Linked DNA regions of Mus musculus: regions 1, 2 and 3 are each linked to region 4. A link is a contact called in public HiChIP or PLAC-seq and promoter capture Hi-C data. All regions are on one chromosome and are shown on one strand. The core of a region is the stretch at or near the end of the contact, and the rest is flanking DNA. Distances in the headings are between cores, read along the strand shown.

Evidence for each region. Promoter capture Hi-C pulls out the DNA fragments that hold promoters and counts their contacts. HiChIP or PLAC-seq counts read pairs in DNA pulled down with a chosen protein or histone mark.
Region 1: an H3K4me3 HiChIP or PLAC-seq map of craniofacial prominence shows a contact between it and region 4, with 2.7 times the contacts expected there. The contact joins the promoter of Plekho1 here to the promoter of H4c14 in region 4. A contact is called at or near these places in 8 of 39 promoter capture datasets (the C10 cell line, the HPC-7 cell line, cranial neural crest and 5 more), 6 of 484 Hi-C or Micro-C datasets (B cells, liver, nephron progenitors and 1 more), 11 of 115 datasets of contacts at active chromatin or transcription factors (bone marrow-derived dendritic cells, bone marrow-derived macrophages, craniofacial prominence and 7 more) and 1 of 9 other capture datasets (liver).
Region 2: a contact with region 4 is called in a promoter capture Hi-C map of liver, with 2.2 times the contacts expected there. The contact joins the promoter of Hjv here to the promoter of H4c14 in region 4. A contact is called at or near these places in 14 of 39 promoter capture datasets (the 3T3-L1 cell line, the HPC-7 cell line, HPC-7-derived erythroid cells and 10 more), 3 of 15 datasets of contacts at CTCF or cohesin (the NIH/3T3 cell line, embryonic stem cells and large pre-B cells), 5 of 484 Hi-C or Micro-C datasets (bone marrow-derived macrophages, cranial neural crest and embryonic stem cells), 14 of 115 datasets of contacts at active chromatin or transcription factors (the 230-238 cell line, the SCID.adh cell line, bone marrow-derived macrophages and 9 more) and 2 of 9 other capture datasets (adipose tissue and liver).
Region 3: a contact with region 4 is called in a promoter capture Hi-C map of liver, with 3 times the contacts expected there. The contact joins the promoter of Mrps21 here to the promoter of H4c14 in region 4. A contact is called at or near these places in 9 of 39 promoter capture datasets (the 3T3-L1 cell line, 3T3-L1-derived adipocytes, embryonic stem cells and 5 more), 2 of 484 Hi-C or Micro-C datasets (embryonic stem cells and pro-B cells), 3 of 115 datasets of contacts at active chromatin or transcription factors (bone marrow-derived macrophages, double positive thymocytes and effector CD8 T cells) and 3 of 9 other capture datasets (adipose tissue, liver and pancreatic islet).

Annotation. Positions count from the first base shown.
Region 1 is chr3:95,992,013-95,998,893 of GRCm38.p6, reverse strand. It overlaps Plekho1 (pleckstrin homology domain containing, family O member 1), which reads left to right and starts at 3,055. Exons shown (of 6, transcript NM_023320.2): 1 at 3,055-3,123; 2 at 3,226-3,372; 3 at 6,616-6,756. The coding sequence starts at 3,097.
Region 2 is chr3:96,521,974-96,528,646 of GRCm38.p6, reverse strand. Hjv (hemojuvelin BMP co-receptor) reads right to left here and starts at 3,462. Exons shown (of 4, transcript NM_027126.4): 1 at 3,317-3,462; 2 at 2,045-2,218; 3 at 1,065-1,612; 4 at 1-583. The coding sequence starts at 2,132.
Region 3 is chr3:95,867,718-95,874,398 of GRCm38.p6, reverse strand. It overlaps Mrps21 (mitochondrial ribosomal protein S21), which reads left to right and starts at 2,885. Exons shown (of 3, transcript NM_001355759.1): 1 at 2,885-2,946; 2 at 3,784-3,905. The coding sequence starts at 3,823. C920021L13Rik (RIKEN cDNA C920021L13 gene) reads right to left here and starts at 2,877. Exons shown (of 4, transcript NR_040446.1): 1 at 2,714-2,877.
Region 4 is chr3:96,258,452-96,264,964 of GRCm38.p6, reverse strand. H4c14 (H4 clustered histone 14) reads left to right here and starts at 1,648. Exons shown (of 1, transcript NM_033596.3): 1 at 1,648-2,031. The coding sequence starts at 1,661. The coding sequence ends at 1,972.

The DNA of each region.
Region 1 (6,881 bases), core at 1,806-4,305, 270 kb after region 4:
GCCTGTATCTGGACATGTTTAATTATGCGGGCAGATGAAAGCTCTGGTCTGCCTCTCCTGAAGCAGTGATAGAAATCAGTGTCCTCAGATAATCATGCTCATGTTCATGTATGTATGTGTGCACATGCTGGTGTGATTGTCCTTGAAACCAGAAAAGGACATCTGATCTCCCTGGGCTGGAGTTAGAGCCTGTCCAGTGTGGGTGCTGGCAACTGAACTCAGGGGCTCTGCAAGAGCCGCAAGCACACTTGACTGCTGAACCCCTTAACTTATATGTTGATAAGTATTCCTTAGCATCCTTCAGATTTGTCACATTTATATAACCAATACTGGACATAATCGTCTTTTGTGGCTGGCTCAGTTTCCTCCTCCATAAAGTGAAGATAATTAGTGCCTTCCTCATGTGACAGTAAGGACTAAATACAATGATCCAGTATAATATTTACAGACCATTCCAGTATTACTGGTCTCATTTTATTAAAAAACATTTTAGTTAAGGAGCTATGTTTTTAATAACTCTTCCTCTCTCCCATAGGTTAAAATGTCCTGGTCAAAACACCAATCCTATTTTTAAAATAGGATTTTAAAGTCAAGGATATTTGTTTTTAAATGTCAGCTCAGATATTTCTGCCCAGTAAACTTATAAACAGCAATTCACAAGATGTTACCTCTGAGAGTTTTTGCTTATCCCCCTAACTGCTCAGTAGAGCTATTGGTGATGCTCTTACAGGTGGGCATGCTAAGCCACATGAGTCCCTGCAGGATCTTATCTCCCTAGAGAGATTAGCTCAAGTTGTGTGTGTGTGTGTGTGTGTGTGTGTGTGTGTGTGTGTGTGTGAGAGAGAGAGAGAGAGAGAGAGAGAGAGAGAGAGAGATGCTCACTGAGTGCTATAACAATGTGTAAAGGAAACCAGAAGTGCTATTCCAATTTCTCACTTAAGCACTGGTCTCTAAAAACAGTCCCACTTAGATCCAAATGCAGGTGCCATGAGGTTCACTCGGTGAGAAAGGCCAGCTTTAAAGCAAACCAGCTGGCTTATAGGAGCATGCAGTGTCAAGGCAACGAAGCAACGGTGAGGGAGAAGGCCAGGGCTATAAGGTTAATATTTCAGGTTACTGGGAGGGAGGGGCCGGGAGGGATGGGGACCAGCCAGAGATTTATGTAACATCTCAAGACACAGACAGGCAGAGAAGGTGCTGCAGCCCACAAGCATCTGCTCCAGAATCTGAAAATTACTTTGGTTATTTTTTACGAGTCCCTCCGCCTGATGTTTCACAGAGCACTAGCTCCTGCCTGGTGCTGTGCGGAGCCCAGGGTCTTGCACACTGGAGAGACAGACTCTAGTAGCTGTTGACTAAATGAAAGCTGCAGAGAAGAGGGAGATGAGGCAGACATGAATTCCTTCTGCCTTGAGCCAAATCTATCTTTCCTTTTCCTCCTTGGAGTGAGTGCGGGTGATTTGCGGGTGATTATGCTAGACGCCCTGCTGAGTGCTAGGCAAAGAACTCTACCACAAGCCACGCCCTCAGCCCCTATTTAAACTTGGTAAATCACGTGGAGACAGGAGGCTCGGTAGACCAAGACCAGCCTTGGCTATGTAACAAGTCTGAAAGCAGCATAGGTAGGCTGTGTAAGACCTTGTCATAAGCCCAGCAGTGATGGCCTGGCCTACAGAGTGAGTTCCAGGACAGTCATGGCTACACAGAGAAACCCTGTCTAGGAAAAAAACCAAAACCAAAACAAACAAACAAACAAAAAAGACCTTGTCTTATTAAAAAATAAAGACAAAATAATCCAAAGCATTCTTACCTGCTCAGCCAACAAGTTCCCAAAAGCTCATTCCCTCAGCTGTGCCCTCATGCTAGTACATAGGCTCCCTCCTAAAGCCTTTCTCAGTCATTTCTTTGCCCTTTAAACAGGCCAGTACCAAACAGAGATGAGGAGGAGATAGTCTGTAAAGTGTGCTGTGTGTGTAGGGGGTAGTCTGCAAAGTGTGCTGTGTACACGTGTACAAAGTCTAAAAGGCAGACCCGGGTTAGAAAACCTCTATGCTAACTCATGTAACAGCAGTGTGTCAGTTTGAGCATGACAAATGGTTCCCTGTGCTGGACTGATCTTTTCCCAAGGGATAATATCCTCACTCTTATATGCCTTACAAAATGGTACTCGACATTCTAAAGTGCCAATATAAGAGCATTTTGAAAGCATAAAGTTCTGTATCCACCTGAAATAGAAGTCAATTATATGGCTAGTGAGATTGCAGGACTGGGAAGCACGGTGGGTCTAAGAAGAGGTATCTTTCTTGATAAATTCTCTCCCAAAAAGCCCAAACATCCTCCACTCCTCAAACCACAAACTTACCAACACTTCATCTTGGACGTCTCTGGGAAAAAATAATTCCCCTGCTCTGGGCTTTACTCATTCGTGGTGGTTGTGTTTACCATACACCAGGTTTATTAGCTTACTGTCTGGTAGTAATTGAACCTAAAAGACACAGTTGGGTCCTCGCGGGCTTTCATGGGTCAGCTGATCCTCCTTTTACCAGGTAGGGGAACAGAGACCCAGGAGTGGTGAGGAAAGCCGCGCTCAAACTTGGGCTCCCTCCAAGCCACATCAGAAACACAGGACTCAGAAGAGCTCGCGGTCCGAGCGTCCTCCGGGCCTCCCCGCCGCTGCACGCGTGTTTACCGCAGGCCTCGCGGGGCGCTCACGTCCGCCCGGCAGTAGGTCGAGAGTGGAGACTCCCGGGGCTCCGCCAGCCGGAGTCTGCGGGTCCGAGGCGGCCGCTCTCCCACGGCGCCTCCGCTCCATCCCGCTCGCCACGCCTCGGGCCCGCCCCCACCGCCGCGCCTCCCGGTTATCCGCTCGCGCCTCCGCCGGGTGCCGGGTCGGAAACAAAGGCGGGGGGCGGGGAGCGCACGGCGGCGGCGCCGCGGTCCGCCCTTCATTCGGAGCCCGCGACGTCAGCGGCGGTGGCCGGGGCCGGTGCGGCGGGGGCGGGCATGGGCGACGGGGGCGGCGGGGGCAGCGGGGGCCCGGCCTGCGGCTAGCACGAGCCGCCGAGCGAGCAGCGGGCGCGGCCGCCCGATCCCGCCATGAAGAAGAGCGGCTCCGGCAAGCGGGTGAGTGCGCGGCGCGCGGACAATGGGGCTGGGGCTGGCGGGGGGGGCGGGGAGGGCGCAGAGACCAGTCTGAGCCGCCGCTCCTCGTCTCGCCCCGGGCAGGGGCCTCCGGATGGAAACCATCAGTCTGCGGCGCCCGAGAAGGTCGGCTGGGTCCGGAAATTCTGCGGGAAAGGGATTTTCAGGGAGATTTGGAAAAACCGCTATGTGGTGCTGAAAGGCGACCAGCTCTACGTCTCCGAGAAGGAGGTAGGCGCCCGCCCTTGCGCGAGCCGTCGGGACCCTGTCCCCACGGCGGCTAGTTCTCCGGCTTGCCCCGCCTCCATCTCTGCAAGTTCAGGGGTCGCAAAAGTCCTGTGTCTGCAGAAAAAAGTCACCCCCGAGTGAGAGAACCTGAGTGGGGTTTAGGAGTTTACTTATTTGATGTGCCTTTGCGGACACCTTTCTCAGAAGTTCTGACATCCGCCGCCTCTCCCTCTATTCTGGCCCCCTAAAATACGGTTGGGGGTTTTGGTGGGGTTTGTTTTTGTTACACACTGGTATTCGTATCCCTCGATCCTTCCTGTCTTCCCCACCCCAGCCCACCACTCTCTCCGTTCCTGCGGGGGTTGGGAGGGAGGAGGGCATATGTAGGTCCCCTGAGTAGCACAGTCTCCCTAAATCATAGAAAACACAACTTGGAGGCAGTCTCTGGGACCAGGGGTAGAGCAGCGGTGAATGCCGGATTCTTGTAGGAGCTAGCATCCTGAACCAGGCTTGTTCCTCACCGTCCACTCCACTTAAAGGGTAAAAAGAAAAAAGAAAAAAAAAATTCAAGGAACTCATATTCTGCCCATCTTTATTTGTAGACAGGGGGAATGGAGTTAGGACTGTGAGCGCCTGTGTGTGTGTCTCCATGGCTTTGGCTCTGTAGTTTTACAGGAAACCACAGCCCGGCACATGGGGTCAGAATATAAAGCCAGGTCGTGGAATCCAGATCCCTTCCCCCTTTGTGAAGCCCCAACTCTTGACTCAATAACAAGAATGCTGAGAAACTGAACTTGCTTCCCTGTGACTGTCTGATCATGGTGGCCTGTTCCTGTCCCTTTCAGACTGGCCCTTCCTCCCTTGCCTGCCCTCACCCAAAACCAACCGAGTGGGAAGCCCTCCCTTAGCTCTAACCTGTTCTGCTTTTGTCACTAGACACTTGTTTTCTGCCCTTGTATTTGGGTAAATAAAGCCTTTTATGGTGTCGAAGCAGATACACTTGCAGCTGGAGAGCTGTACTCATCTCAAAGCAGTCTACTGAGACAAGCAGAGAACTAGTGTTGAGCCCCCAGGCCCCTCTTGAAGGGGCCAAAACATAACGGTTGGAGAGGCCTCAGAGCAAGCTAAGGGAAGCCTTGACCGAGTGTGCTCTCGAGGGCCACTGCTACCTGCTCTCGAATCCTACAGAGAGCTCCCCCAACGATTCTCTTGCTTTCTATTTTTGTTTATTTTAAAAGCAGCAGTGGGTGTCACCTCATATCTCCTGTCTTCCCCGAACTTCATAATGCCAGGAAATGTAGTTAGCAATCAGGAAGGGCTTCCTACAGGTCCGAGGGGAAACCAGAGGACAGTGAAGGGCTACAGAAACAAAACAAGGCCTTTTCCCCTTCTTATGTTTGTCTAAAAGGCAGAACCTGGTGTGAGAGGGAGAGATGCAGAGCAGAGAGAAGATAGGATGACCTCAGCCTAGAGTGTCCGCTGTCCTCTGACTCAGGAGCATCTGACTAGACCTGGGGCCAGATGCCCCCTGCTGGGAAGGGCAGTGGAAAAGAGGGAACGGCACCTTATACTGACCCTTCTTCAGAACCAGTTCCATGGTCCAGTGGGCCTGGGCTAAGGGCAAAGCTGCCACAAGACACTGTTTATTCAGCCTGTAAACAAAAGCAGTAGCAAAGCAACGCACTGAAGATGTGAGACCCAAAAGCAGAGTGTATTTGCAATTTACATGCAAAAACAAAAGAGGAAGGGAACCCTGCTAAGCATTCTGTCTCAGTCCTCCTTTCTGGGGAAAGCAAGGTCTCCCACAACTCCTTTCTCTAGAGAAGCCCTTCCGTGGATGTTGTAGGGTCATTCCTAACTCTCCAAGGGCATCCCTTCACTGACCTGATCAAGGACCAGAGGTAGGAACTGATCCATACCTTAGGGAGACTTCACAGTAGAGGAAGTTAGGTTGAATGCTTGGTACAACTGTGGGCCGAGAGACAGAGGGTTAATTTGGAAGATGTAGTCATAAATGAGACTTTGGGAATTCGGTGTGAGGAAGAGACAGAATACAATAGAGAGCAAGGTGCCAGGGTATCTGTCTTTTCTGGGCACTGGCATCTACTTATCCTGCTGCCTACCTCACCCAGCCTCCCACCCTTGCCCTTCCTGACCTCTGTCAATGCATCCCACTCCCAGAGTGCCTTATCAGCCTTGTCCACGCCAGGAGAGCTCCCTTCCCTTCCCTCCCCTTCCCTTCCCTTCCCTTCCCTTCCCTTCCCTTCCCTTCCCTCCCCTCCCCTCCCCTTCCCTTCCCTTCCCCTGGGAAAACAGAACAAGTGAGTCCCTTCCCCTGGCTGCACACACCCAGCTCTTCCCTCGCCTCCTGCCCTCCGAGCTTTCTGGCCTCTGCTGATAGTTTCTCTGGGAAAGGCACAGGAGAGGAGGTTGCTGTATCATCCCACATTCCAGACTGTGTTGCTGTGAATCTCTCTGGAGTGATTCTCCAGAGTGTTTAAGGCCCTCTTCCCAGTCAAAAAGCAGGGAGCCCTAGAAAGGGGAGAGCCCTGGGGAGCCAAACCTTGCCAGGCAAATGGCAATAGATGAATTTTCCCCACGTTCCTCCTCAGCACATGTGCTCAGCAATTCAGAAGGATGGGCAGATCGGCCACGGGCTGAGCCTTCTTATACACGTTCGCTTGGTTTCAACTGTTTCCCAGGGAGACATGACCAGCTCATTCCTGGGATATCCCCAACCAGGTGGAAGAGAGGGATAGCCTGCTGTCAGGAAGTAGTCTCCTGTAACATCCTACGATAGAAGAGAGCAGGTGGAAAGAACACTCGGAACCATCGTACTCACTCCCTGAGGCCAGAGGCAGCCCTTTGTCCCTTCCAGATGTTGCCCTTTGTCCCTTCCAGATGTTGGCTGCCTTTCCCCTTCCCCTGGACGTTAGTGGTCACTCTTGTCTTCCTTACTTGGAATGATCAGAGCAGTCCATTCACCATGTCCCTTTAAGGACATGCCCCTTTAAGGACTTGTAAGCTGCGTCCTTCAGAGACAGAGGGTCATGGGCAGAGGGAGGCACGGGGACGGTAGCTTGGGGGGAGTGGGTTAAACAGACCACCATACAGGGACTCAGGTCTCAGTCCCACCCCCCAGTACACACCTTAGGTGGGCTGGCTTCCTGCTGTCCTTCTTGCTCCACTTTCTTCTGGAGGAGAGAAAGAGTAATTTTATCCTCATGACACCCCACCCTCTCATAGGTAAAAGATGAGAAAAACAGTCAGGAGGTGTTTGACCTGAGTGACTATGAGAAGTGCGAAGAGCTCCGGAAATCCAAGAGCAGGAGCAAGAAAAATCACAGCAAGTTCACCCTGGCCCGGTGCAGACAGCCGGGCACCACGGTAGGCTCGCCCTCGCTGTGGCCCTAGCTGCAGGGGCCATAATTATTTTCCCTCTGGCTTTTATTATTTAACTGGAAAATATTCTGACCATTTCCCTTCCTCTGGGCAGGCCAGCCTATAACCTA
Region 2 (6,673 bases), core at 2,213-4,712, 260 kb before region 4:
GCGGGACTAGGCAGATGGCAGGAGAGAGGGGAGGCCCCGCATCTGAGGGAAAGAGATGTAAGTTCTCTAAATCCGTCAAGAAGATTCGGGCATCGTCCAGAGCTGTCTGAGCTGCCACAGTAAAGTTGGGGTCACCGGAGACTGAAACATCAAAGACGCAGGATTGGAAGTAGGCATCTTCAACCGGAAGCCCTTCCTTACACAGCCTTCTGGCAGTATCTATGGCTATAGCCCCACGGCGGTTGCGCTCTGAGCGAGAGAGTCGCTGGCTCGGAGGGCATCCCCCAACACACAGCTGTAGGTCCTGCTCTGCGGAGAAGGCCCGCGCCACATCCTCTGCTACCCTGATGGAGAAGGAGAGCTGCCCAGCTGTCTGTCGAATGATGATAGTTGTTCCAATGTAGGCAGCTCGAATCTCCACGTGACTCCCAAGGTTAGCAGTTTGAATGGACAAACTCGAGCCCCCAGGTCGGTCGCCCCCATTGATAGAACCATCTTCAAAGGCTGCAGGAAGATTGTCCACCTCAGCCTGGTAGACTTTCTGGTCAATGCATTCCTGCATGTTTTTAAATATGATAGTGATCTATGAGGACAAGAGAGAAAATACTTCATTAGGGCCCAAAGCATCCTCACGCCAATCAAGCTGCATAGAGAGTCAGGGATCCGATCCCAGCAGAAATGCGAGTTTCTTCCGGGTCCTCAGTCCTTGATCCTATCCCCTACTGTGTTCCATTAATAGTGCCTGACCCCCACTCAACCTCCTAATATCTCTCTCCCTATGCCTCTCTCTATCTGCCTCTCTCCCTCTCCCTCCCTCTCTCTCTCTCCTTTTTGTCTCAGTCTCAGCAACTCCCAAGTTACTTGCTTTGAAAGAAATTCCTGAATTACATTTACAAGAGCAAATGTTTGATGGAAGGAAGCCATTCAGGATGGAAGGGAATGTTTGGGAAAGACAAGAACAGGGAGCTGGGTGGCTGAATAGTGGGAAGAAGAAGGAGTGGTATGGCGGACAGACCGTGAGAGGGCTCAAGAAATTGTGTTGGGATGAAAATCGAATCTCTGACCTTCCGGATGGTGGTAGCGTTGGCTCCCGACGAAACCGGGGAGCTGGTGGCCTGGACAAAGAGGAAGTCGTTATCTAGCAAGGGCCAAGCTCCTTGGACACGGCATGTGTGAAATTGGTTGTGGAAACTGCGCACATGGGGATCTCCAAAGGATGCGCAATGCAAGAAGCCCGGGGCTCGACCGTGCAGCCTGGAAAACCGGGCCTCATAGTCACAGGGATCTGGGGTCAGGGGCGCTGGCCCGGCCCCGGGCAGGGCGGGGCCCCGGGCCGGGGGCGGGGCCGTGGGACCCTGGCGTGAGCAGTTGTGCTGGATCATCAGGTCCTCTATGCCATGCACCGCAGAGTGGAAAGCAAGGTCCCCGCGGCAGGTGCGGGCCGTGCGCCGCGTGCAGAGAGCGTAGGAGCGCAGGGCGCGACACAAGCCACCTGAGGCCAGCCCACCACGGCCGCCTCCACGCGGCGTGTCCGGTGAGCCACCTCCCCGAAGACTCAGAGTGGACGAGACATACTCGGCATTGCAGCGGAGGATCTTGCACTGGGAGTGAGCTGGGGACGGAAGGGAGAGGGCAGTGAAATGAGACACAGGTTCTATCCAAGTCCAGTATGCACCTAACTGCCAAAAACCATCCGCCATCCCACCGTTCCTACCACTCAGCGTGGCCGCTTTCCCAATCTCAACCTTCATTCTCCCAATCCTTGCCTCCTTCCCTCCTTTCCTCTACTAAAAACGTGTAAAGCAGTCAGACTTCTTTTCCCTGGGGTCTAAGGACGCCATCTGTGTCCTTCTTCAAGTTAAATGGGAAACAAGACAGGCCTCTTTCAGAGTTGGGAGGTGCTGGGACTCAGCACACATCCCTCCTCACTCTCCCCCCACCCCCCACACCCCCACACCCCCACCCACCCCCACCCCCGCGCGCTCATTCCTACCCAGCATCCTAACCTCTGGATATGTCCAACCCTTCCCTGGCCCTTCCTTACCCTGTCCACAGAGGAGCAGCAGGAGAGTGAGGGTGCTTAGAGTTGGAGGGCTGCCGTGGGGGGACCGGGGACTAGGGGACTGGCCCATACCTATCCAGCCAGGTCCCCCCAGGCACCGGTTCTTCCCAGATGATGAGCCTCCTACCTAGTGAATTTCTCTGGGTACTTCTGTGACTGGAAGAAGAAATTTGGCTGAGTGTGGGGAAAGAGAAGGGTTGGAGACCAGTCAAGATGGTGGGTAGAGAGAGCATCTGAAGAGACCAAAACAAAAATGAGACAGACTGGATCTTGGGAAGAAGGAGGCTTCCAGAGGGTGAGCGTGGCTGGTGAGCCTCTGTGCCCTGCCCCTGCGGCCACCTTCAGGTCCCTTGTGCAATATGCCTACGGGGGCGGGGTGGTGGTGGAGGGAAGGTTGAGTGACCTCAGTGTGCAGAGTCCAGTGTACTGCCCCATCCTGACTACCAAATAGCAGATGTGCCAAAAATGGAGGACCCCTAGAGAAAGTGAGGTTCTGACCATGTCAGTGGGTCCCCAGTAGCACCAGGATCTGATCACGCTTTAAGAACATACTTCTTATGGATCCTTCCCACCAGAAACCACCTGCCGTTTCATTTTCTTCACTGTGTTAGAAGGGCACAAAGGGTAACATGGTAGGCAGACGCCCTGTCTACGATATCACCTTCCCAGTGAAAGGAGAGCCGGTCTCTCAGCCTCTCCAGAGGGCTGACAGTACGATCCCTCTCACAGGATGGGGTACAAATCAAGCATTCAAATTAATATATGTTTCTGTCTAACAGTTCATGTGTTTTTCCAGACCCAGCTGAAAAGCCCAATCCAGACACTCCTGGTCTTTTGAGGAGAACAGATATGGGGGAGGGTCTGTCTCCTTTTCTCCTGTCAAAACCCTACTTTGGGATAAGCATATGAGCAGGAGGTCAGAGAGGTCTTGAGGTAGGGATGGGAGTGTAACTCGATGGTAGCTGAGTGTTTACCATGCTCAAGGCCCTGGGCCCAGTCCTTAGCACTGCCCCCTCCCCCTCTCCCAAGGTCTTGGTGTAATAAGATGGAGAGGAAAATAGGAAAGCCAGAGAGAGGCAGCATTAAACATCAAATGGCCATGGATTAGAAAACATCTAGGCAAGAGGAAAAGTGAAGACTGGGGTAGTTGCTAAGGGGAGATCTTAGTTTTCAGAACAGATGTCTGTAACTTTATGAAGTTCTGGCCTTGACCCAAAAGCTTATCAAAGTGATCGACATTTCATCTGGACTTACTGTTTCCCGAGGTCAAGCATTACTCTGATACTGGGTTCTCGAGCCATAGTTGCCTATTCTGTTGGTCTGCTCCAGCCAGGGGGTCCCCCATCTCTTTCTCCATGATTGCCCCGGAATGGCTGCAGTCTCACTCAGGTCAGAGAGCCAGAGGAGGTTTGGTGTGGGGGGAGGGGGGAGGGAGAGTATATGGTTGGCCCAAGTACTGGACAGCTGAGAGGAGGAGGGAGGTGCCTACTGAGTTGACAGTTTTAAAAATAGCTAGGTCCAAAATTCCAGGAACGTTGGTGGCAGTGGGGTGTGGGAGCTAAGGCAGCAGGAACGATGAGCAAAATAAGGATGGAATATGGAAATATTGGATACCAAGGGAGGGAGAGTATAAAGAAAGATGATGGCCAAGTCATATATCCAACTGTAGCTTATAAGCTGCCACTCAGGCCCTCCAGCATTCCCAGTAATGAACTCAGTATTCCCAGTAATGCCTTTAAGACTGCTGGTGGTGATTTTGTGTGATGCCAGTCACTCACTGCTCTCATCCTCTCTTTACTGAGGATTCCATTGAATTTCTTCTACACATAATACACTGAGGTGGCCGGCTTTGAAGATGGACGGCAAGCATAGTTCAGAGACCCTCCCCCATCTCTGCCAACTATTTCAGAAGCTGAAAGGTCCAGCTGTCCCGAGAAATCCGAGAGCAGAATTGTTTCGAGAAGGGTTTATTCCGTCTGCCCAGATCAGATCTCTGCAGCTGTCTACTCTCTCTCCACCTTTTCCATTACACTAGTTTGTGCAACAATCCCTCCTCCCTCCTCCTCATCAATACAAACACAAAAAACAGAAGCTTCCAGGTTGCAGGGGCCGGGGCCGGGGTAGTAACAGAGGCAGAGAGAAGAATCGGAGTCAGTTTTGAACACTACTGATCCACAGAGGAGTGGCGTTAGATAGGTGAATTCAGAAGGAAGACATTTGGGAATATACTTTTATAGACAAACTGTTTGAAGATTCAATTATAATCAGGGTTTTAGCTATGTCCGTCTTTTCACCTGGTGGCATTTCTGGGACACTGTCCCACAGTACTTGCCAAGGGAAAGCAGCACAGGACTGATTACAAAGTGTGTCACAAAAGCTTCTGGCCCTGTCAGCTCTACATGAAGTTCTACAGGTCCACATGGTACATGGTCCCTTCTCAGGCACGCATACACACACACACACACACACACACACACACTTTACAAGAGAAGTGTGGGAGCACATGTATTTTTTATAATGAATTTAGCTTTTTCTCAACTATACAAGACCATATCACAATAATCTTTTACATTAAGTTATTTAGAACATGTCTGTCTCTGTGTGTCTGTGTGTACCTATGTGGATGTCAGAAACGTTATAGGAGTCAATTCTTTCCTCCCACCATGTGGGCGTTAGGGGCCAAATGTGAGGTTTGGTAGCTAGTTCCTCTACCTACCTGCTGAGCCATTTCACCAGCCCACATCCCAAGAACTTTTATTCCATAAAATTTCCCTGCACTGGATGGTTGGGTGTGTCAACTTGACACAGGCTGGAGTTATCACAGAGAAAGGAGCCTCCCTTGAGGAAGTGCCTCCATGAGATCCAGCTGTAAGCATTTTCTCAATTAGTGATCAAGTGGGGCGAGCCCTGCCCATTGTGGGTGGGACCATCTCTGGGCTGGTAGTCTTAGTTCTATAAGAGAGCAAGCTGGGCAAGCCAGGGGAAGCAAGCCAGTAAGTAACATCCCTCCATGGCCTCTGCATCAGCTCCTGCTTCCTGACCTGCTTGAGTTCCAGTCCTGACTTCCTTTGGTGATGAACAGCAATGTGGAAGTGTAAGCTGAATAAACCCTTTCCTCCCCAATTTGCTTCTTGGTCATGATGTTTTGTGTAGGAATACACACCCTGACTAAGACATCCCCCAACTAAATTAATCAAGTGACTTTAAGACATACTAGGTTGTCTATAAAATGCAAAGTGGCATATACTCTGAAACCCAAAATACGTGCAAAAAAAAAACAGTTTCTTGAGGCTGGAAGGATGGTTTAGTGGTTGAAGCACTTGCTGCTCCTACAGGGAATTCAGGTTCCACTTCTATCACCCACATGATAGCTCATTACTAACTGTAATTCCAGTTTAGGAGCTCCAATACCCTCAGTTGACCTCTAATGGCTTCTGCACACAGTTAGTGCACAGACATACATACATTCAGGCCACATACACATACATGTGGTGCACATACACACATACACTCAGGCATACACATATGCACATAAAATTTAAAAAATAAAAATATTTTTAAGGAATCAGTTGTTTTGAAACAGAGTGTTGTTATATGTGTGGTCCCAGCTGGCTTAGAACCTTTTATGTTGGCCAGATGATTTAGATAATTACCCTGAAGGTGCTGGGTTATAGGCAGGGGCCACTGTGCCCAACTAGTACCAAAGTATTTTACAGTCCTCACTATCATTGACAGTGGCGTTGGTATTATTCTGGAACTATTTTGAGTTTGCTGTGGGCTTAAAAAGAAATTAAGGAAGGCTGGAGAGATGGAGCCACAGTTGAGAGCACCTGCTGGTTTTACAAGGGACCTGAGTTTGGTTCCCCGAATCCACGTCAGGGGCTCCAGGAGAGTCAATGCTCTCTTCTGGTCCCCTTGGGAACTACTCAACCCACACACAGACACACATTCAAAAATAAAACCTTATTTTTAAGTAATAATGGTGGGGTTTTGGTTTGGTTTTGTTTGAAACAGAGTTTCACCATATAGCCTAGGCTGGCCTGAAACTTGCGATCCTCCTGTCTCAACTTCCTGGGTGCTATAATTACAGGTGGCCAATTCTTGGACTTTAGAGAGCCATGATATTTGATGTGGGATAGAAATACTGATTCATGTTGATAAGTAAAAACTCCCGTAATTCAAATCTAAACTGCTCCAGGGGACCTGGAGCCTCCTTCTGGTCTCCTCAGGCATTGCATGAAGATGCGCAGAGACGTACATGCAGGCAAAACACCCATACACATTTAAAAAAAAAAAAATTTAAATACAAAGATAACTGTGTGTTCATGACATTTTGTCTTTAACTATTCCTAATTTATTATGAAAATACCTCAAAGCAGTGATCATTGGTAGTGAACACTTCTAATGTCCAAGTTGTGGAACAGAAATATGATGTCCCACTACAAGAAATCAGAATTCTTTGGAGAAATAACCTATTCCCATTTGGAGCCAGGAATTATCCAAGCTAAACAAGGAAGCTTTAAAATACTGTATCAAGCTGGGCGTGGTGGCACATGCCTTTATTCTCAGCACTTAGGAGGCAGAGGTCGATGCATCTCTATGAATTTCAGG
Region 3 (6,681 bases), core at 1,636-4,135, 390 kb after region 4:
AGTAAAAGACCTGGTGAGATAGCTCAGTGGGTAATGGCGTCTCCCACCACTAAGCCTGATGATCTGAGTTCAGACTCAGACATGGGACCCACCCAGTGCCAGGAGGGGAACAATTCTGGCAAGTTGTCCTCTGACCTCCATACATGTGCTATGACACATACACATGAGCTTTTTTTAAAAAAATGTATCATTATTATTCTTTTTTTTAAAGATTTATTTATTTATTATATGTAAGTACACTGTAGCTGTCTTCAGACACTCTAGAAGAGGGCATCAGATCTCGTTACGGGTGGTTATGAGCCACCATGTGGTTGCTGGGATTTGAACTCTGGACCTTCGGAAGAGCAGTCGGGTGCTCTTACCCACTGAGCCATCTCACCAGCCCCCACACATGAGCTTTTATGGGAGCTCTTGTACACATGTACACATGCATACACCTGCACGAGTGCACACACATGCATACAAACACACACACACACACACACAATGACTCCTCTTCTGTTGATGAAATATATGATGCCAACATTTTTCTAGATATCTAGGCTTAAAACTTAGGGGCATTGCAGTTGGGCAGAAGGCTCAGAGGTTGATAGTACTGACAGCTCTTACTGAGGACCCAGGTTAGATTCCCAGCACCTATATGATGGCTTACAACATCTGTAAATCCAGATCCAGTGGATCTGATGCTCTCTTCAGGCTTTTCTGGACATCAGACATGCATGTAGACAACACCCCCCATATACATTTATAAAAACTTTTTTTTCAGTCTAGTAAAAAAGAAAATGATAACAAGAGGAGAAGAGTTGGCTCAGCAGTTAAGAGCACCTGTTACTCTAGCAGAAGACCCAAGTTCAATTCCCAGCATGTACATGGTAGCTCTCAACCATCTGTAATTCCAGGCCCAAGGGATTCAGTGTTCTGTTCTGACCTCCAGGCACAGACATAACACACATACACATACATGTAGGCACACACATACATGTAAGCAAAATACTCATACACATATAATAATAAAATAAACCTTAAAATTAAAACAAAAATTAATGAATTATCTTACATTATATCCCATTCGATTCTTTTTTTAAATATATATTTTAATTAGGTATTTTCTTCATTTACACTTCAAATGCTATCCCAAAAGTTCCCCATACCCTCCCCTCTCCACTCCCCTACCCACCCACTCCCACTTCTTGGCCCTGCTGTTCCCCTGTACTGGGGCTTATAAAGTTTGCAATATCAAGGGGCCTCTCTTCCCAATGATGGCCGACTAGGCCATCTTCTGCTACATATGCAGGTAGAGACACGAGTTCTGGGGGTACTGGTTAGTTCATATTGTTGTTCCACCTATAGGGTTGCAGATCCCTTTAGCTCCTTGGGTACTTTCTCTAGCTCCTCCATTGGGGGCTCTGTGATCCATCCAATAGCTGACTGTGAGCCCATTCGATTCTTATGACCAATTTTGTGAGACCAACAGAGTAGATGTTAGCATCATTTTACAAATAAGAAGCCAGATTGAAAGTTCATGTTTAGCAAGATCTAGATTATAAGTATTTGTAGGTCACAGATCTCCATTTCTTCTACCCAAGTCTACCACTATAGCCCAAGAGAGCCGTATAATATCAACAAATAAACATGGTAGTATTCCAATATTTTTATTTAGACAAAAAGTGCAGACCCCTAGTCTGAGTAACTTGTTCAAAGTCATACGTCTGCTGATGCTTAGAATCTGAAGCTAGAACTCCTTTCTAACGGATTACGTACTGTCCATAGAATTAATTTTGCACTTATTATATGCGACTGGGCCTAAAATTGTGTCTACATACTGTCAGTTGTACAAGAGACACTGGAATAGTATCAGCAGTGCTTAGCAGAGGACAGTCATTCAATTAGGTTTGCTGACAAGCACAAAGGTGTCTAGCTTCAGTTTGGGACTTTGGATTTGGCTTACTACGAGGCAGGCTTAAATTTTGTGTGAATACCTATTAACTGATAATGACCTGGCCAGATGGCCCGGTGGTTAAGAAAATTAATTGCTCTTGCAGAGAACCCAGGTTCTGTTCCCAGTACCCACATGGCAGCTCAGAGCCTCCTATTAACTCCAGTTCCAGGGCCCCAACACCTCTCCAATCCTTCTTGAGCTCCTGCACGCACGCACGCACACGGTGCACATACATACACGCAGGCACACGTACACACACACAAAATAAAAGCAAATCCCTTAAAGAAGTAACAGATGAGGGTGCATCTGTGTGTGTTGTGGGTAGGTTTTTCTGTATATGGATACTTCTAAACCCATGTAAATAACCATATATGGAGATGTGGGGATAACATACACATAGGGTTGTCCAGACGTATGGAAGAAAAAAAAATTCTACTAGATCTTACAAGGCAACAAATGGCAAAGTTGGCATTAAAACAACAATATTTTGATTTAAAATTCTGCAGGCGTTTCCCATTTGTTTCTTTTTGATTCTACTTTATTTAATGAAATGGCTTAGGTAGCTGATGCAATGGGAAACTCACAGTATGTAATTTCTTTTCTTAACTTTTAGGCAGATTAGGGGGTGTGGAGCCATTTTTTTCACCCGGTGAGCAGATCTGTCCTTTTTAAATAGAAAATATTCTCAGGACGCTTCCCATTTCCCATCCAGAAAACGAAATCGCTCAAATCTAGTAAAAGTTTAACAGGATTAGAGCTACGGATCGGGCTGACCTTCTCGCAGACCCGACGACCGCGACTCCTCCATAGGAAGGTGAGGACGCTGTTCCTTTGACTGTCAGGCGGAAAGTCCAGCGCCTGCGCTCAGCACCGAACCTTCGCAAGGTCAGACGGTAAGCGGAGCTGCAGTCGGCTGAGCCCTGCAGCGTAGCTTCCTCCCGTCGCGGGACTCCGTAGCTTCCGCTTCCGGTCCGCAGAGACCCGGAGTCCGAATTCAGAGGCCCCAGGTAGGGAGCTCGAGGGGTGTGGGGGGGTTCACTGAGCTGCAAAGCGAGTATGGCGGGAGGGCAAGATTTCGCGTGGTGCCTAGAGGCGGACGAAGAGTTCTTTCTAACTCTCAGCGGAAACCTATTTTTTGGTTTGCTTTGCTTTGCTTTTTCGAGAGTGTTTTTATGTAGCCCTGGCTGCCCTGAAACTGGCTCTGTAGACGAGGCTGGCCTCGAACTCAAGAGTTCCGCCTGCCTCTGCCTCTCAAGTGCTGGGATAAAAGGCGTGGGCCACCACTGCCCGGCAATTATCTTTTAATTATTTCTTGGTGTGACCGGGGGGTTGGGAGGGGCGAAAGTCAGGACAGCTTGCAGGAGTCTGTCCTCTCTTTCCACCGTAAGGATCCAGGGCTCTAACTCGGGTCATCAGGCTTGGTGGCAAGCGCCTTTACCTGCTAAGCCATATCACTGCGTAGTGAAAGAAATGTTGCTAACAATTTGCTTGTACTTTTTCATTAAAAAAAAAAGTTATTTATATTTTATGTGTGTGAGTGTTTTACTTGCATGTATGTCTGTGCATCACAGAGGTCAGAAGAGGGTGTTGGATTCCCTGGGACTGTATGTGTTGTGAGCCACCCTGTGGGTACTGGGAATCGAACTTGGATCCTCTTAACTACTGAGCCATCTCTCCAGACTTACTTGTACTTACTAAGATATGGAGAATTCCTCCAGCCCAGTTCTGTGGATCTCAAGCTGGTTCTGTTGCTAAATTAAATAAAAACTACCTATGGTAAGTTGTGACTCTGTTGGGCTTTGTTCTCTTACATTGAGTCTCTGGTTTCCATGCTCGATGTCCAGTCTGTAGTCCCGGAAGAATGAAGATTTAAATACGAGGCCATGGCTAAACATCTGAAGTTCATTGCCAGGACAGTGATGGTTCAGGAGGGGAACGTGGAAGGTGCCTACCGGACCCTGAACAGGTAAAATGAGTCGAGTCTTGCCTGGACCAGCCGTGGGAAATGTGAGGTGATCCTGCACCCAGCCTACCACCTCATAAAGCCTACCACTGGTGCCAGCTCTGTGTAGGCTCTGAATACCACCACCTCCACCTCCTCCTTTTTTCCTCCTCCTCCTCCTCTTTCTTCTTCCTCCTCTTCTTCTTTTAAATTTATTTATTGTGCATACAGTGTTCTACCTGCATGTATGCCTGCATATCAGAAGAGGGCACCAGATCTCAGTACAGATGGTTGTGAGTCACCATGTGGTAGCTGGGAATTGAACTCAAGGCCTCTGGAAGAGCAGCCAGTGCTCTTAACTACTGAGTCATCTCTCCAGCCCCTCTGGACACTTCTTATCCCTTCAGTTTATTATCCTAAAAATGAAGTTCTCCAAATTCAGCTCGATGGAGCTTATCCAACAAGCAGCTATCATCCCTTGATGATAAATCTGAGTTCTATCCAAAGACCCCGAAAAACTGCTGGGCACACTGTAATCCCAGCACCTGGGAGGTAGAGACAGGAAGAATTTGAGAATAATTTAGATGATGGTGACTAGACTCAGTCTCAGATGACCCCTCCTCATGTCAAAAAAAAAAAAAAAAAAAAAAAAAAGTCTGGGAGGGGAATGAGAAACAAGAAGCAGAGGCATGGTGCATTTCAGCTGAGCCAGTATCTGTGGAATAAGGCTACTAGAGAGGATTAATTCCTCTGTGATTTTTGTTCATCTCATGTAGCTCAGGCTGGCCTAGAATGGGCAGTGTAGCCAAGGATTACCTTGATTCCTGATCCTCCTGCCTCCGTCTCCCAGATGCTGAGGTTGATCGTGTGTTTGATATTGTTTACGTGCCTGGCTAGCAAAGATGGATTCTAATTGTGCTCTTGAAGAAATAAGTCATGGATGAGAAGGCATTTCAGGTTCCAAAGAGTTATAGCATAAGCAGACACATAGAGCTAGGGGCTGGAGAGATGGCTCAGTGATCAGGAATGCTTGCAGTTCTTGCAGAGGACCCAAGTTTGGTTCCCAGTACCAACAACTGATGTTAGGGATCCAGTACACTCTCCTGCCTGCCCTCTGCAGGTCACACATGTGACAGAAACAAACCTACACCTCCACTTAAACACAGTGACACGGCTGGAGAGGAGAGGCTCCGTGGAGAACTGTCTGGACACTACATTGTGGGTGGAGACTAGTCCGTCCAGATGATACTGTACCACTCTAGTTCTTTTAGGCTTCCGTAGCCTGGCATGCCTTTTTATTTCATCTCTAATGATGTGTGTGTATGTGGGCATGTGCACTTGAGTGCAGGTTGCCAGAGGCTAGAAGCATTGGCCTGCTTGGAGCTGGAGTTCTGGAAGTTGTGAGCCACTGACCTGGGTGCTGGAAGAGAGAGAGGTGCCCTTGTAGCCAGTGAGGTCTTTCCAGCTCTTGCTTTGTTTGGTTTGGCTGTGGTGTGTTTGTTTGTTTGTTGAGAGGGGTCTCACTGTGCAGCTCTGGCTGGTCTGGAGCTGCTGTGCAGCCGGGTTGGCCTGGAGCTTATAGAGCTTTGCCCACTGTGCTTCCTGAGTGCTGGCATGTGTGCCGCTGGGCTCCTCTTTTTAGCTTGTCACTTTTTCTCTTATTTCCTTGGCCATCAGGCCGAAAGACATAATAAGCTTTATTTTAGCATGAAGATTGTTTTGCTGCAGGTAGTGGAGAAAGTTCTCTTATGTGACGGTGGTGCTCCGCCAACTAAGTCCTCCTCTGGTTCACTTAACGCTCATTTTCAACAGCACCTACTTCCTTGCCCACTTTTCCATACATAATGAGATGTATACCTCTTAGCTACTTTCAAGACTATAAAGCAAAGCATAAGAAATAAAATATTTCTCATCCCCTCTGAACGAGAGGCTCAAACTATTCTTTGAAGCCAGGTCACATTCTTATCTAATTATTACTAGATTTATTTATTTACTTACTTGCTTATTTAGTATATGAGCACTCTCCTGCATTTATACTTGCATACCAGAAGAGGACATCAGATGCCCTTTCAGATGGTGTGAACCACCATGTGGTTGCTGGGATTTGAACTCAGGACCTCTGGAAGAGCAGTCAGTGCTTTTAACCTCTGAGCCATCTCATGCCTATCACCTCCTTTGCTCCCTAGCATAATCTCGGGACAAGCCCAGAAGTGCCAGACAGGGCTCCTTTCAGGGCCTCCTCAGTCCAGGACCTTGGCAAAATGTGGGCATGTTGTTTTGGCTGGGAATCGAACCTAGGTCAAGCAGCTGTGCTCACCACTATACTACCAACACTACTTGGTTTTGTTTTTAAAGATATATTTTATTTTTCTTTAATCCTAGCACTTTATCTCTGTGAACTCACGGTCAGCTTGGTCTAGATAGTGAGATCTAGGTCAATCGGGGCTATGTCTCAAAAACCACAACAAACAAAATATTTTATCTTTATTTATGTGAATGTTCGTGTGTGCCTTGTGTATTCAGGTATCCCTGAGGAGGGTCTGGATTCCCCTGGCTCTGCACTATCCAGTTGGATTGGGTTTATAGCTCAGATGGTACAGTGCTTAGCTAGCTTGCGTGAGACTTTGGGTTTCTTCTCTAGTACTCTATAAACTGCGTGTGGCGACGCACCCTCACAGTTCCAGCAGTTAGGAAGTGGTGGTTGGAGGTCCTGAAGCTCCAAGTTGTCCTTGACTGTATTGCAAATTTGAGGCCATCCTGGGCTACATAGGGACCAAGGGCTGTTAAAGGGGCTTGCTCT
Region 4 (6,513 bases), core at 399-2,898:
TTCTGCAAACAGGATAAAATATTGATATCTTTTGCAGGTTCCACTCTTAAACAAATCTCAACCCTTCTGCTCAAAATGATTCTCATGTCCGAAGTAGGAGAATATTCTTGATTCCCTTCACCTGAAAAGATGGTAGACTCTGAGTCTGCCTCAGGCCCTGGTACCAAAGCCCTGTCAGCCTGGCACGTGGTTGTTTTATTTTACAAGGAAAGAGGCAAAGGCAGGAGCTGTCCACCCATAAACAACTATTGAGCCTCTACTGCACTTCACCTTAAAAAGAAAGAAGACACAGAAATCACATCCCATTAGGGACATAGTCAAGGATGTGGAGAAGTCCGCACAATACAGAGATATGAAGCAACACAGCTTCCAGGGGTCGCCATGGGAATGAGAAAACAGCGGCTGCGGGATGGAGAGGCTCTGAATTCTAGGGTGCTAGTTTGGGCATGGAGGCATGTCTACAAACAGGATCTATCCATCAAGAGACGTGTATGACTGCCCAGGGTTACTGGGGTAGGAGGGAGCTCTCTTCCCTCTAAGATCTACAATTCACAGGTCTTAGGTTTAAAACATTTGAGTTGAGAGGGGAGTCTGAGCCCCCAGCCTAAGGTGACTCAAAACCTACATCTATCTACATGTCTGGAGCCAGAAAATCTGGATAGAAAAAAGGTGGTGGTGGTGGTGGTGGGGATTCATGAGCACATATAGATGTTAGAATAAAGGAACAGTCAGAACAAGGCCTATCAGATCACTTTAAAAACAAGTCCCAACCAACCCACTACCGTTCTTTCTGATGCAGAATGCTTTCTCAAGATTCTTCTATGGGTGGCCCTGGGAACGACGGACATACTAGAAGTACAGACTCCAGTTCATTTCCCAGGGCGTCACTGTATAAAGCAGACACACACTTGAAAAAGTGAATTTTAGTCTACTGCATAGTAGAGACAGTTTGGAATAACTGAAAACAAAGGGCGGGCCTCAAAGGACTTGTGGAAACGAGCGTAGCAGCATTCCCGGGCTGCTCGGCTAGTCAGCGGGCCTTTGGGTAGAAGAGCGTGGAAACCCACTGACCTCGGTGAAAAGGATCGGCGGCATCCTCAGTTTTCCTATGATCTAGTTTCTGCTTGATCTGAATAATGTGTCTCTATCAACGAAACAGGCGACTGTACGCAGAAACGCCCGCGACCTTTCCCTTCCACACACATTCCTGGGTCCTCTGCTTTCGATTGTCACGCTGGTTACTGGAACTTTTGCTGCGGTTTTTACCTAACAGGAGCTCCGGGCCCTTCAGTGCAGCGCACTCCCCCCTCATCTCTAACTTTCTCTTTCTCCGGTCTTTTGTCTTTTTAGCGTCAGTGCTTTCTAAAGTCTGTGTTATCTCTAAGTTTTATTTGGAGGAATCTGAATTCTCCGAGGGACTTCGGCACCATAATTAAGAAAATCGAAAATAAAAAAATAAAGGCTTGAGACTGTAAGGAACCGGTAGAGGGCAGAGAAGAGAAAAGAAAAACAGGAAGATGATGCAACATCCAGAGCCCGGATAATTTAGAAAGGTTCCCGCCCGCGCGCTTTCAGTTTTCAATCTGGTCCGATCCTCTCATATATTAGTGGCACTCCACCTCCAATGCCTCACCAGCTGGTGTTTCAGATTACATTAGCCATGTCTGGCAGAGGAAAGGGTGGAAAGGGTCTAGGCAAGGGTGGCGCCAAGCGCCATCGCAAAGTCTTGCGTGACAACATCCAGGGTATCACCAAGCCCGCCATCCGCCGCCTGGCTCGGCGCGGTGGGGTCAAGCGCATCTCCGGCCTCATCTACGAGGAGACCCGTGGTGTGCTGAAGGTGTTCCTGGAGAACGTCATCCGCGACGCAGTCACCTACACCGAGCACGCCAAGCGCAAGACCGTCACCGCTATGGATGTGGTGTACGCTCTCAAGCGCCAGGGCCGCACCCTCTACGGCTTCGGAGGCTAGACGCCGCCGCTTCAATTCCCCCCCCCCCCATCCCTAACGGCCCTTTTTAGGGCCAACCACAGTCTCTTCAGGAGAGCTGACACTGACTTGGGTTGTACAGGTAATAACCGTGGGTTTAGACTCGGTAAGGTAAAGACGCTAGTTTTCCTTGTGACTCAACGCTACTAGGTGTTCCGCTTTTAGAGCCATCCACTTAAGTTTCTATACCACGGCGGATAGATAGCATCCAGCAGGATAGCTCACACTGGGAATTTTAATTCCTACTTAGTGTGTGAGCTGGTTGTCAGGTCAAGAGACTGGCTAAGATTTTCTTTAGCTGTTTGGAGCAGAATTGCAATAAGGAGACCCTTTGGATGGGATGACCTATGTCCACACATCAAATGGCTATGTGGCTGTGTCCCTGTGTTTCCAATGAGTGGCTGTGCTTGACCGGATATTTGGTATTGTTTCTATGGCCCCACAACCCACCTTTTATCCTTCCTCATCTTCCCAAAAGATTTTCTTCAGGCCATGTTAGAAAGCTAGCTGCCTAGATGGAGGTCACGTAACCCTCTGCGCCAAAAGGCTACGTAAGAGAGACCGGGCGTTGTCCTGCTGCTGATTGGCTCAGTGGAAGAGTTAGGCGTATGGCCTCCTGCAGAATAAAGAGCTGGCAGCAGAAGCTTGGGCCGGACAGGCGGGAGACAAGCAGGGACAAGAACGGAACAGGGATTTAAAGAGACACGTGGTGGGACACAGTGGCAAGAAGTCGGTCGGGTTAGGTAGATGGGTTAGCTGAGGGACTGTCTCAGCAAACAGGCCAACAGCTTTATTGTATCCAGATGTCTCCGGTGTCTTTACAATTAAACACCAAGCAGGACCCCCAAAAGTCCTCGCAAAACTCCTCAGTTTAGGCATGGATCTAGGAAATAGTGGACTGGGATCGAAGCTCTGCTGGGATACAATTGCAACGACATTTTAATGTCCCATAACATAAGCAAGCCAGGTGGTGACAGCTATAATCCCAGCAAGTCAGGGAGGAAACAAGGGTTAGGGGTTCAAGGACCACTTCTGCATGGTTTGGGGGAAAGCCTGAACCACAAGACCCTGTCACAAACAAAACAACAAAACAAAGCAAGCAAGCAAACAAACAAAAAACCCCTTGAGGGTTGGAGAGGGGACTGAGAGGTCCTGAGCTCAAATCTCAGCAACCACATGGTGGCTCACCATCTCTAATAGGATCCGATGCCCTCTTCTGGTGTGACTGAAGAGAGAGGACCAGTGTATTCGTATACATAAAATAAAATCTTAAAAACAACAAAAAGAAAAGAATGTATAGTCAAACAAACAAACACAAAACCAAACCACCGTGAACAATAAGTGAGTGGAGGCACACTATATTATTTAGTGAAAGAAAATCTTAGAAGCCACTCAGGTGTGTGGTGTGTTGGGACCTGTTTAGAAAGAGACTTGCCAAAACATGTGTACCGTTGATCAGATGGTGCATTTTAATTTTGATAAGGCAAAAGCAAATTCTCAACATGGCCAAGAACGCAGTAAGCCATTCTCTATGTATGCATCTATATTCTGTAGCACGCTGATTTGGGTTGAACATGTTATTGGCTGTGGGCTTGTTTTTATTTTATTTTTGCTATTGCATATTAACCTTTTACTCAGGTGAGATGACGTGCAGCCTCTGCATTCCGTTTCACGATCACTTATGAAAATCCAACTTCCAATCGGAGAAGTTGGATTTTAGTGTATATCACCTCGGGTATACTGTGAGGATCACCATAGGAATATAGTTGTGTTGATCCACCTATAATTATTGTGGTTAAAGGAAATACATTTTAGATAACTATATGCAATTGTAAGAAGCATAACTCAGACCATGTTTAATGTGCTCTCCCCCAATGGTAATGTTTTACAAGACCGTATGAGGCAACCAGAAATTGTCTCTGGGAAGAGTCAAGATTCAGAAGCTGGCATCGGCCTTTGCTTATGAAGGAAGAGGGGAAACTGACTTACTAGAGAACACTAGAGTCCCTGGTGAGCCAAGCAACAACGTCCTGATTGGCTCTTTCAGCCAATGGGACCTTAATAGGGAAATTGGTGAAATGCAATGAGTTTCTCCTATTGTACCAATGTTCATTTATTTGGGTTAAAGGCAATGCGTTACATCAGGAGAATCTAAGGGAATGGGATAGAGAATCTCCTTTATTATTGGGATATTTTCTGTAGGCATAATTTTTTTGCAACCTACTTTTAATAAGGGTTCGATCTCTCTTCTAGCGACCACCCAGCAGAGGGAGTGGAAGAGAAAAGTTACTAGGATAAGTGGGAATGCTCAGCAATAGTTCTTTGGGGCAAGCTTGAACTTCTTGGGCAGCAGTTCAGTCCCATAGCAAACACCAAATAAGACTCAGCAGCTGTGGACCAGTCCTCTAGGCAGGCAGACACCAGGCACGAACCAGCAGCTACAGTCCAGTTCTCTCAGCAAGCAGACACCAGACAGCTGTAGTTCAATCCTGAAGAAACCACCAGGCTCTCCAACCTGCCTGAGGCGAGGCCGCTGAAGTGGCAAGCTGCCCAGGAACCTCATGAGCAGTGAGTGGGTGAGTTTCTCTCAATGTCTCACAAGGCGAACCAATATGTGTGTGTGTGTGTGTGTGTGTGTGTGTCTTTAGCGAAAAATACTGAGGCAGAGCAAACCAAACCAATGCTCAGTGCCTGTCTTCCACTGTTTGTGAGGTCACATTTATACTCCTTCATCAAGCATTCTTTCACATGTTCCCTGTATCCAAACATCCTTTCACCTCTGTCTGCTTCAGGAAAACAGTCTTTCATGTGTTTGCTTTAGCAAGACATTCTTTCACCTGTGTGCTCCCTCAAAACATCATTTGGCATAACTAACTTTCCAAAAAACTAGAAGTTTTCACTTCAACTTTTTTTCCCACTCTTTATTCTTTAAATTTTTCATGCATATATATATGTATATATATATATTATATGTATATGTATATATACATATACATATATATATATATATACATATATATATATATATATATATATATATATAGTATCTTGGCCATATCTACCCACTTCCCCTCAGACCAACCCCCATCTCCTCTCCCTCCCAACTTGATATCTTTTAATCATTCTTTCTTTTGAGGTGGGTGGTTGGGCAGCAGAAACGTTGACTAAGCTCTGGTTAGCAAATGGTTTGGGGCAGATGATCAAGGGAAGCTGGGTGTCTAGATCCCTGAGGAGGGATGGCATATGAAGAAGCGAACCTTGTCTGAGTTTGGAGATGGAAGATCTCAGAGGAGCAGGGTAGCCTTGGCAGCAAGTGAAAATAAGATCCCGAGAGAATCCATGAGACCTTTGAGGTGATGTAAAATTAACTTTTATTCTGATATAATTGTGGTTTGAGAGGTTTACTGCCTCTATCTGCTGACCTAGATCTACTCCTGGAAGCTTCTAGCTTCCATACAATCTAATCAAGGCCTAGAATGTTTTCAGTGTCTGAGACTTGCTGTTGAATAAGCTCACCTCTTCCTAATTCTTTCTGAACTTTGGCTGGCTAGTCCACTCAGCTGTTCTGGCTCTAACACCTCTCCAAGCTGACTGATTCAATCTGGATTCTCTCAGCCTCTGATTACTCTGCTTTGCCTCATATTAACTTTGGCAGTCTGTTCCAATCCTCTGGCTCCTCTCATTCTCTGGCTTGTTCTGTCTAGCTTGTTCTCTCTCTGCAACCTGTCTCTATACAATTATCCCAGTAAAACTGTCTCCTCTCTCTCTGCCCCACCCCTTAAGTAACTTCTCTCCCCTTTCTTCTCTCTTTCTGTAAGAGCTGGGCACATCCTATTCTGTCAAATCTTTCTCTCATTCACTACTTTGTCTGCCACATGACTTTCAAATTTAGCGTTTCCTTCTACAAACTAACTTTACCTATATTGTTTGAGATTAAAGGTATGTACTAAGGGTGTGTCTGTATTCCAGCCAGAGGGATTAAAGGTGTGTGCGAGGAAGGTCTAAGCCACACCATAACACAACCTCAGGGTTCACAGTGTGCTCAATTATCTTGCAACAGGGTGAAGCAGAGGATAGGTACCTACTGAGGGGGCTCACAGCCTCCAGATCACAGAGAAGCTGGAAAGTCTAAAGAGTACAGCCTGCCTGATGGGTGGGGAAGTTGAGTGGCTTTGGCATAGAAAGGAGTTTGACTGGAGGATTCTCTCAGGCTGTAGGGTAGGGAGGAGCAAGCCCTGCTTGGCAGCTTGGGAAACGAGGTCTCAGAGGAGTGGGCCTATGCACTGGAAAGGAGCGGACTGACCTGATTGGCTCAGGATGAGAAATTGTGGAGGAGTTTAGGGGTGGAAAGGAGTGAGGCTACGTCTTAAATACAGTTTTCAATTAAATTTGAGTGCAGGTTTGTTGTTGTTTGTTTGTTTGTATTTTATCTTTGCATTCTTTTGAGGCCTTCCTGCCTTAGCATAGCTGTAGTCCACCAGCTATTCATATTGTTACTGTAATGTGCCTGCCAGTCACTGACC